Linked DNA regions of Acanthopagrus latus: region 2 is linked to region 1. Evidence: chromatin contacts called from public Hi-C data. All regions are on one chromosome and are shown on one strand. Each heading gives the region's core, a stretch centred on a gene start, on an enhancer-like site or on the middle of the called end of the contact. The rest is flanking DNA. Distances are from core to core; before and after follow the strand shown.

What was found. Hi-C and Micro-C count contacts between places; a contact is called where the count stands out from the background.
Region 2: a Hi-C map of muscle shows a contact between it and region 1, with 5 times the contacts expected there. The contact joins the promoter of rngtt here to the promoter of akirin2 in region 1. A contact is called at or near these places in 4 of 4 Hi-C or Micro-C datasets (liver and muscle).

Annotation. Positions count from the first base shown.
Region 1 is chr22:11,423,686-11,427,862 of fAcaLat1.1, forward strand. It overlaps akirin2 (akirin-2), which reads right to left and starts at 1,628. Exons shown (of 5, transcript XM_037086099.1): 1 at 1,091-1,628; 2 at 473-607; 3 at 1-83. The coding sequence starts at 1,262. cnr1 (cannabinoid receptor 1) reads right to left here. Exons shown (of 2, transcript XM_037087488.1): 2 at 3,522-4,177.
Region 2 is chr22:11,559,535-11,563,670 of fAcaLat1.1, forward strand. rngtt (mRNA-capping enzyme) reads right to left here and starts at 2,550. Exons shown (of 16, transcript XM_037086750.1): 1 at 2,105-2,550. The coding sequence starts at 2,168. LOC119013134 (interleukin-6 receptor subunit beta-like) reads right to left here. Exons shown (of 16, transcript XM_037087536.1): 16 at 2,772-4,136. The coding sequence ends at 4,104.

The DNA.
Region 1 (4,177 bases), core at 378-2,877:
TCTTTCACAAATCATCCCGACCTGCCTGAGGGAGAATAAAGGCTGCTCTTTCCTGGTGGGAGATGAGGCACCTGAGGACGTACCTGTTGGGAGAATAACATCACAATCAATACAGGATATACAATATACTGCCATAATGCCAAGCAGGTACGGCAGCGTATTTATGGACGACAAATGTGTATTGTGCAGTAACGCAATCATCGTTCTTCATCCATCTGATGGACACTCCCTGAAGGACCTGAAGTCCACTTTACTTTTACACAGAGTGAGTTTGTGGTAACATGCCACCATGACAAAAGAAAGGGAAAGGATAAGGGGGCTTTCCAGCTCTACTGTTTCATCTCTGGGAGTTAACCGTTGGGTCTGATGAGATTGTATGCAGTTTAGATTATCCTTTAAATCCTGATCTGGAATGGGTTATGGGATTTATGAAAATGACCCAATATTTTCAGTGAGGAAGTGCCACTGGTACCTGGAAGAGCTGATCCACTGTGAATGTTCTGCAGGTCAACAGGACAGGAGCCGTCTGCCTGCTGGAAAGCACTGTCCAGGTGTCGTCGCTTCTGCAGCCGCTTGTACTCCTGTTTGATGTTGTGTAGAATTTGCTCTGAAACAAAGTACATCGTTGTTTGAGATCACATTTGTATATGTGCACAATTTACATCTTGGCAAACGGTACAAGTAACTGTACTGCTTGCAGCACAACGTCCATCTGTTTGATACACAACAAGAACACAAACCTCAGAGAACTCTTTCCTGTTATTCACACACTTTGCATCCTCAAAACCACTGCTTAACATTTTACATTTTGACATAAAATCTTCCACACGGTCAAGGCCGAATGTACCACTGGGCAATAAAGATTCATACTACATAATATACAATATATGTTAACAGACAAGCCACATAAATAACATTAACACGTATTAAATTTGGCAAACTGCCTGTGGAGTTTTGTCCGATTCACACGACAGACACCGGTATGCTAATGGCGTACATGCTATCACTATCAAGTTCGCAATTAGGCCTGTGTAACGACTCTAACCTTGACCATTACATGGAACTGTGAAATCTGGATTTAGGTTCGTACCTGCTGTGAGTCTGGACGACACTTCCCCGAAAGGTGAAGGCTCCATACGCAAATATTTCTGTGGTGAAGAGACTGGAGACATGATCGGGGCGCACCTCCTTCTTTTAGGAGAAGCCGGGTTCATTAGCGGATCGAAGTCCAGGCTCCTTTTCAGAGTAGCCCCACAAGCCATCACACTGAACTGTGTCTAAAAATCTAAACTAGAAAACCTAAAATCCCCTGTTGTCTTGGTAAATTGCGGACCTGGGCCCCGGTCTGTGCTACCAATGCTAACTCACGTTAGCTAGGTCAAACGGCAGCAGCGGTTCCGGTCTTCAGACAAATACGCACTTCTTTTCTTTCTCGTCGCCTTCTGCTGATAAATCTCTTAGAGTTCAGGTGACCGAGTATATCTCCAATAAGTCTGGATGAAAGAAGTGAGGGCAAATGTTGTATATAATCAGATGATTATAGATTTTCCAGCAGCAGTCGTGAGTATTTCCAACAACGGCTCAGACTAGCTTACTTTATGTTACGATCTACTGGGTCGGTTGCGAGCATGCGCAACAGAGTGGCCTCATGCTGGTACTTGTAGTTTTATTTCAGACCGCTGCCATTGTTTTTAGTAGCTTGGAAAACTACATTTCCCGAATACCTTGAGACGGTGCTTTTTTTCAAATTTGATTTGTTTGTTAACAAAACCCCCTAAACCACGGAAAAGTTTCATTTTCATCTAAAATGTTAACAAAAAGGCAATAAAAAGGGCTTTATAAAAAAGGAAAGGTAATTTCAGATATATGATTATTAAACATTGAGAGAACACTTGAAAGGGAACATTTAAATTGATGTTTTCAAGTTTGAATAAAAAATAAATAAATAAAGTTGACTGGACTCAGGCCAGTTTGTCTAAAATGCAACCACAAAAAAGATTTATCTTCTATTCGAGGCATTTCATTATTTCACCACAGAATCAAATACCAAATATGAATCCATCTTTCATTTTGTGTTGAAAATAATGATAATTAAATCAGTCTGAAAATAAGTGGTCAACTAATTGCCTGTGGTTCATGTTAAGTATTGATCTAAATAAATTACTTAACAGACATGTGTTTGAACTTACAAAAGCCTGTGGTTGTAAAACATCCTATCTGGTTTGCAGTGTTTGACCCATGCCTTGCACACACACACACCCAAAAAAGTCCCTTCCACCACGATACAACTTTCTCAATGATCCCTGTACACACACACACACACACACACACACACACACACACACATTGAACTGTACAAAAGAGGAAGGGGAGTTTTGAGCCACTGGTATTTCAACATTTGTTCTCAGGAGAAATAGCACTATCCATTTTGATACTGAATTACACAAGATTGTAATTTTGTCATCACCCTCCAGCGTCAAGCTGGGAAGTCTTGAAAAGAAAACTCAGTAACATGCTTATGTATGAGTAAACAAGCTGTTGTGAGAGGAAAACAGGGTCCCCCAGAACACTGTTTGGAGCTAGAAAGGCAGCAGGGTCCGCCACATATAAACATATGTTATAATGTGTTTAGGTATGAAATTCAATCAATGAAGATCTTTCTCCTCTGATCAGAATTTCTTCACCAGAACCATATAGTGCATCTTTACGTTATGGTGTCATACTTTTAGGTGTGAGTCCAAAAGGTCATATGCAACTCATCCCACATCTTGGTCCAGCCAGAGCTGCAGCAGGAGATCATTTTCATTATCTGACAAATGTTTTCTTTTGTTTGGCACATACATTCTGTCGTGGCTTCCCAAAGCCCGAGTTCATGTGTTCAAACTGTTTTAGTCTGACCATCAAAAATCCAAAAGTGCTTGGTTTACCATCATGTCAGACAAAGAAAAGAAGTAAACACTCACAATTAAGAACTTTAACTGGGCGATTTTTAGCTTTTGATCTTCTGTCAAAAAACTCTATAATCTCTATTGGCTCTGGACTCAGCAAATGTTTATTTTTCAAATTCAACTCTAAATGTAGTTTTCCACACATGGCTGAATAAACCCGCCTCGTGGCTCGTCGTAGATTGGAGTGTTTGGCAGATAAATCCAGTTGATATCTGTGTGAACAGATGTTGTCATTTTCCTATCCCTTTAAGCCGAGTGATGAAAAGGACAGAGCAGATGTCGCCGTCAGACGATGCTGCGGAGGCCATTTTCTTGCGATTTGTCACTTTCATGGTTGCAAGATGTAACCTGTGCAATACTAACAGAGCTAAAATCAATGCAGACAGCATGTCTTCTTCCTTCAATGTCAGAAGTTCCATGAGGGGGCAGTAAAACCTCACAGACAGCTCTGGGTTTCGATCAGCTCAGGGCTGGGCTTCCTCTCACTTCAATCTGTTGGATGAATTAATCAGAGAATCTGCTGTGACCTCCTGTTTCCCCCGTCATCAAATAATCAATCAAATAACTGCAGGCGACATGACAACCATCTGCGACTTTATTCAAAAGTTGTAATTTTTTTTTTTAAACAGCAATATTAAAAACACTTGACTGATTGTGATTCCTCATTATGCCACCACTGTACAGAAGCCACTTGACAGTTGACATTTTGATCTTCAATACTCAATAATACAAGAGGCAGCAAAAGCATACTGATAAAACAGCTCGTCTGGATAACTTTACACCAAGATAAATGTCTACAGAACAATTGTGCCGTGAGATTTTCTAGATTAAAAAAGGTACTACATCATCTTTTCTCCGGTTTCTTTTTGTAAGGCCAGTCGTCGATTCTCCTCACGGCGCACACGCACAGACTTCCATTCAAGTCACCAGCTAATGAACACACCTTTGTTTTCTTTGCTCGCATAAGTAAAATCAACAGCAGACACATTTTTATTTAGAGTCACGCCAGAAGTACTTCACTAGGCCTGTGCATGGGTTGCTTTATTATTTTTACCGAGATGATGCCCCCGCTGCGACAGTAGCACTAAAACAACTCACTGCAATGATCAAAAAGTCTTGGGGCTGGAAATATATCACCAAGTCACAACGTATCACACACGTACAGTTCAGCAAAATCATACATTTGATGGAAAGCATCTATAAGTCAGGTACCACTTCAGTTTGTTGCA
Region 2 (4,136 bases), core at 1,300-3,799, 140 kb after region 1:
AAAAGATTATATAAATGTATTTATAAATATATATAAATACATTTATTATGGGTTTTTCCGAACATACGATAAATCTGCTGGCTCAAAAACATACATACAGTAATTCTAATATTTGGTTAAATGTCCCTTGGCCATTTTTGCCACAAGGTGGCTTTTGATGCCCATCCACCACCTCTGGTAGTTCTCGGGCTGAATTTTTAACCACTCCTCGACAGAATGAGTGGAGTTGGACAGTAACACGAATTTGTTTCTCCAGCTCATTCCACATGATCTTGATGGGGTTCAAGTCAGGACTTTGGGAAGGCAATTCCGAAACCTCAATTCTAGCCTGATTTAGCCTTTCCTTTACCACGTCTGATTTGCGTTTGGGATCATTGTCCTGTTGGAACACCTAACTGCACCCAAGCCCAGATCTCTTGGCTGATGATTTTAGGTTTTCATTAAGAATTGGGAGATAATCGTCCTTCTCTATTATTCCATTTACTTTCTTTAGAGCACCAGATCCACTGGCAGCAAAACATCCCCACAGCATAATATTTCTAACAAGATGCTTGTCAGTAAGCTTTCCTGACTAGTTCAAATCAATGGTGGGCTCTTTTTCTTTCCCATTATAGCGTTTGTGGCTTAGAGTGCTGAGAAAAGTCATCAGCCATTATCAATCAGAATCACTCAGAAGAAGTTAAGAGACCAAACACAGAAAATGTGATTCACACAACGTTATAAAATCACCTGCATTTACCATTCGAGTTACTGTATATCTACTTTTGACCCAGCAGATCTGGTCACATTTTCAGAAGGCGCATTCATATAAATCAAATTAAGATTTGAAGCCAATTGCGCAAATGTTTCTTTTTGTGGCAAAGCAGCATGTGTCCCTCTCATCCCATCACAGTAAAATTAGAGCTGTAGAAATCATCAGAATTTAAGTCTGCCATGGTATACATTTCCATTACAATCATATTTAAAATTTTGACCGGGACTGTATATGTACCCATGTTCCAATATGCCTGACTAATTATGAGGCGTGTATAATTTTGACTTTTTATTTCATATTTTGGCGTTTGATCTCAAAATACTGACTTTAGGTCTCAGAATTTCGACCCTCTATCCCAGAATTATGACTGGTATGGCCTTCCATACAAAAGGTATTGTCATATCTAAGTTGACCCGTCTGTGTGCTTTAGTTAAAGTAATAGGTCTGGATCTTTAAGTACCACCATTACCAACGTTAACGTTAATTTGTACATCTGTCTCGACTGCTGCACTTATAAAAAGCAGACGAGGGTGTACATGGGTCTTGCCATGCCAGATTCATGTAAACAAGCGGTCATGTTTACATGATTTACTGTATGACGACCGCTACATAGAATCGTGCCCAACCATGCTACTGCCCCGGTTTGTTTTGACACGTGACGCTCCGACAGCGATGCTAGCCAGCTCCCTGACTGTTAGCACTTTTCTACTGCACTTTTTCTTACGGGAAATAAATGAAAAACACATAGCTCCCACAGAGTCGGCTTAAACTCGGGATTAAATCGGAGTTGTTGGCTCGTAAAAAGCACGCACTTCGATAGCCCGTAAGCCACAGGTGCCAATTTAGCTAAACGGCGCGCGCTCGGACGGTGTCATGTCAAGCTCCATTTGAAAATATGACAAATGAAGGTGGTCTCGCTGTAAGCCGCAAACAAACATGCGCACTGATAAATGTCTAAGCTTCTTGAGTTCCTTAGTGTAATCCAGTGGCATCGGCGCCTTATCTCACACCAAACATCGCATTTTAAAAAAATAAAATAAAAAAAGATATTTATATACTAGGGACTACACTGCTCACTAACGTCACTGTGTTGTGATGCTAGACATCCCATTTATACGTGACTGAAACAGAACCAAGTGGCTGCCCGGTACATCAGGACGTTCGGAAAATTAGAAAAGCGGATCATAACATTCCAGAAAAGGTACCCTAATATGTACTATCAGCATTCAGAGTGAAGAACACAAGATGCAATAAATCCCACAGCTAACAGCTAATTATAATAGCAATTGCAAAACGTAACGTTAATTTAGTATGATTAATGAAGCGTTAGATTAGCCGTTATTGTCTCACCTGCCACTGGCTGTCCTCTTCTGGGACAATTCCGCCATCGAGGAGGGGGTCCGTTATGTGACATTTTCAGGAGAGGTTTTGGTGCAGTGATTCTAACTAGCTAGCCTGTAGCTGGATGCTCCCCCTCTCAGATCACACCGATTCCCGGTTGTCGTTGACCCAAGCACCGCGGACTCAAGGCCCTTTAGCTTCTAATTCAGGAGGATCATCCAACAAGTTTGAGCCCGGTCAACATCCTGACGGGCCGGCGGATATTTACACAAAACATGTGCTATTACACCTCGCGGACGATAAGCATCCCAAAAATGGCGTTATGTTTTTATTCCGTTTCTTCTTAAATCCAGATTGTTAGCAATTAGCTAGCACAGCCTCGCTACAGTCAACAAACGCGCTAGCTAGCTAGGGCTAAACTAGCCAGTCTTCTACTCTGGTTGCTAATGTGTGTAGCTCAGACGACAACCTTCGTGCTACCGCCACCTGCTGCACACACGAGGAAGGACACAAAACTGCCCACCTGACCGTACATGTACTTTTAACCTTCTGCAAAAATAAACAAATAAAAAAAATGCACACATGCTTATACATGTGTTCTCCTATCACAGACCATATCACCATTTGTCTTTGAAATGGATTAAAAGCAGCACATTTCAAACAACAAGACAGAGGGTAAATTACTGATTTTCCTTTCTTTATTTTACATGTTTGTTATTTGTAATATTCTTGTGGTTCTCTGCCACAGACATGGCCTGGTTTTGTTTTATTGTTTCATGTTCGATAAAGTACAAACTCACACCAGTTTTCAAACACATTTAACTATATACATGTTATATAAATGTGAATATACATGAATATTTATTAAAATGTTTCAATGCATTTGGTGATGAATTAACTTTGAACTGTTTAAAGGTGCACTATGTAGTTTATGGAGTTGGAAGTTTTAACTTCTAAAGAGAAAGATCTTTGTTGATTTTTTAGGCGTAAACACACTTAATAATCAGACTGAATAAACAATCTGACCTTCAAGGACAACACGATTTCGTACTGTTTGTGGCGGACCCTGCCACCTTTCTTGCTTCGAACATTGTTCTAGGGACCTTATTTTCCTCTGAGAACAGCTTGTTTAAAAATGTATTGAAAAAATATATATATTTCTGAGTTTGTATCATTACCTCATTTATGTTGAAAATGTAAAACTTCTGAGTTTGAATTTCTTCTCCAAAAAATACATAGTGCCCCCTTAACCATTTTCAATATATATATATACACACAATATACAGTGAACAAAACTAGATTTGTGATGAGGCATTGCATTATATCTGTAAACAGCATGTTGGGTGTAGTTCTGGAGCCCTTTTCACATCATTCTATACAAAAAACGACTAGTGTGAAAGGGATATCTAAACATAGCTGCATAACAATAAATGCCATACTATCACACAGCTTATGTAAAGTAAATGTTAATGTTGTAATTCACGCCAAGTTGTGCAGGAAAAATAAACAAGAAACACATGAGAATCCTAATATAGTACAGGGATAGTATTCTGACTTTTAAAACAAAACTGAATCCTCACTATTTACACAAATCTACCAAAGCTACCATGGACAAACCTGGGCGTTATGACATAATATGATGCAGTCTGAATGTGTTCACATTTGTTTCATCATTTCGACCTCCACAACATGATGTAGTAAATGAATAGAAAACCCCTGCTTGAGGGACATACATATATTATGTCCATGTAACTATCTCTGTAAAATACATCAGCTTGACTCAATAAAGCAGCAAGTACACACATTTTTTTTTTACATAAATATTTACATGTTTGTATCAATAAAAGATAGACGTTGGTGAAATGCAAACATACAGTGTTTTACACAACAAGGCATTACATTTTGATAAACAGTCATATTAAACCCAATCATCATTACTTTCATTCCCCATCGAGCGCAGTCCAACTTGATTCTTGTAAACTCGTTACAAGTTGTCTTGTCACCTCCCTTACCTGCCCTGACCTTGTTCAAACATGTCCAG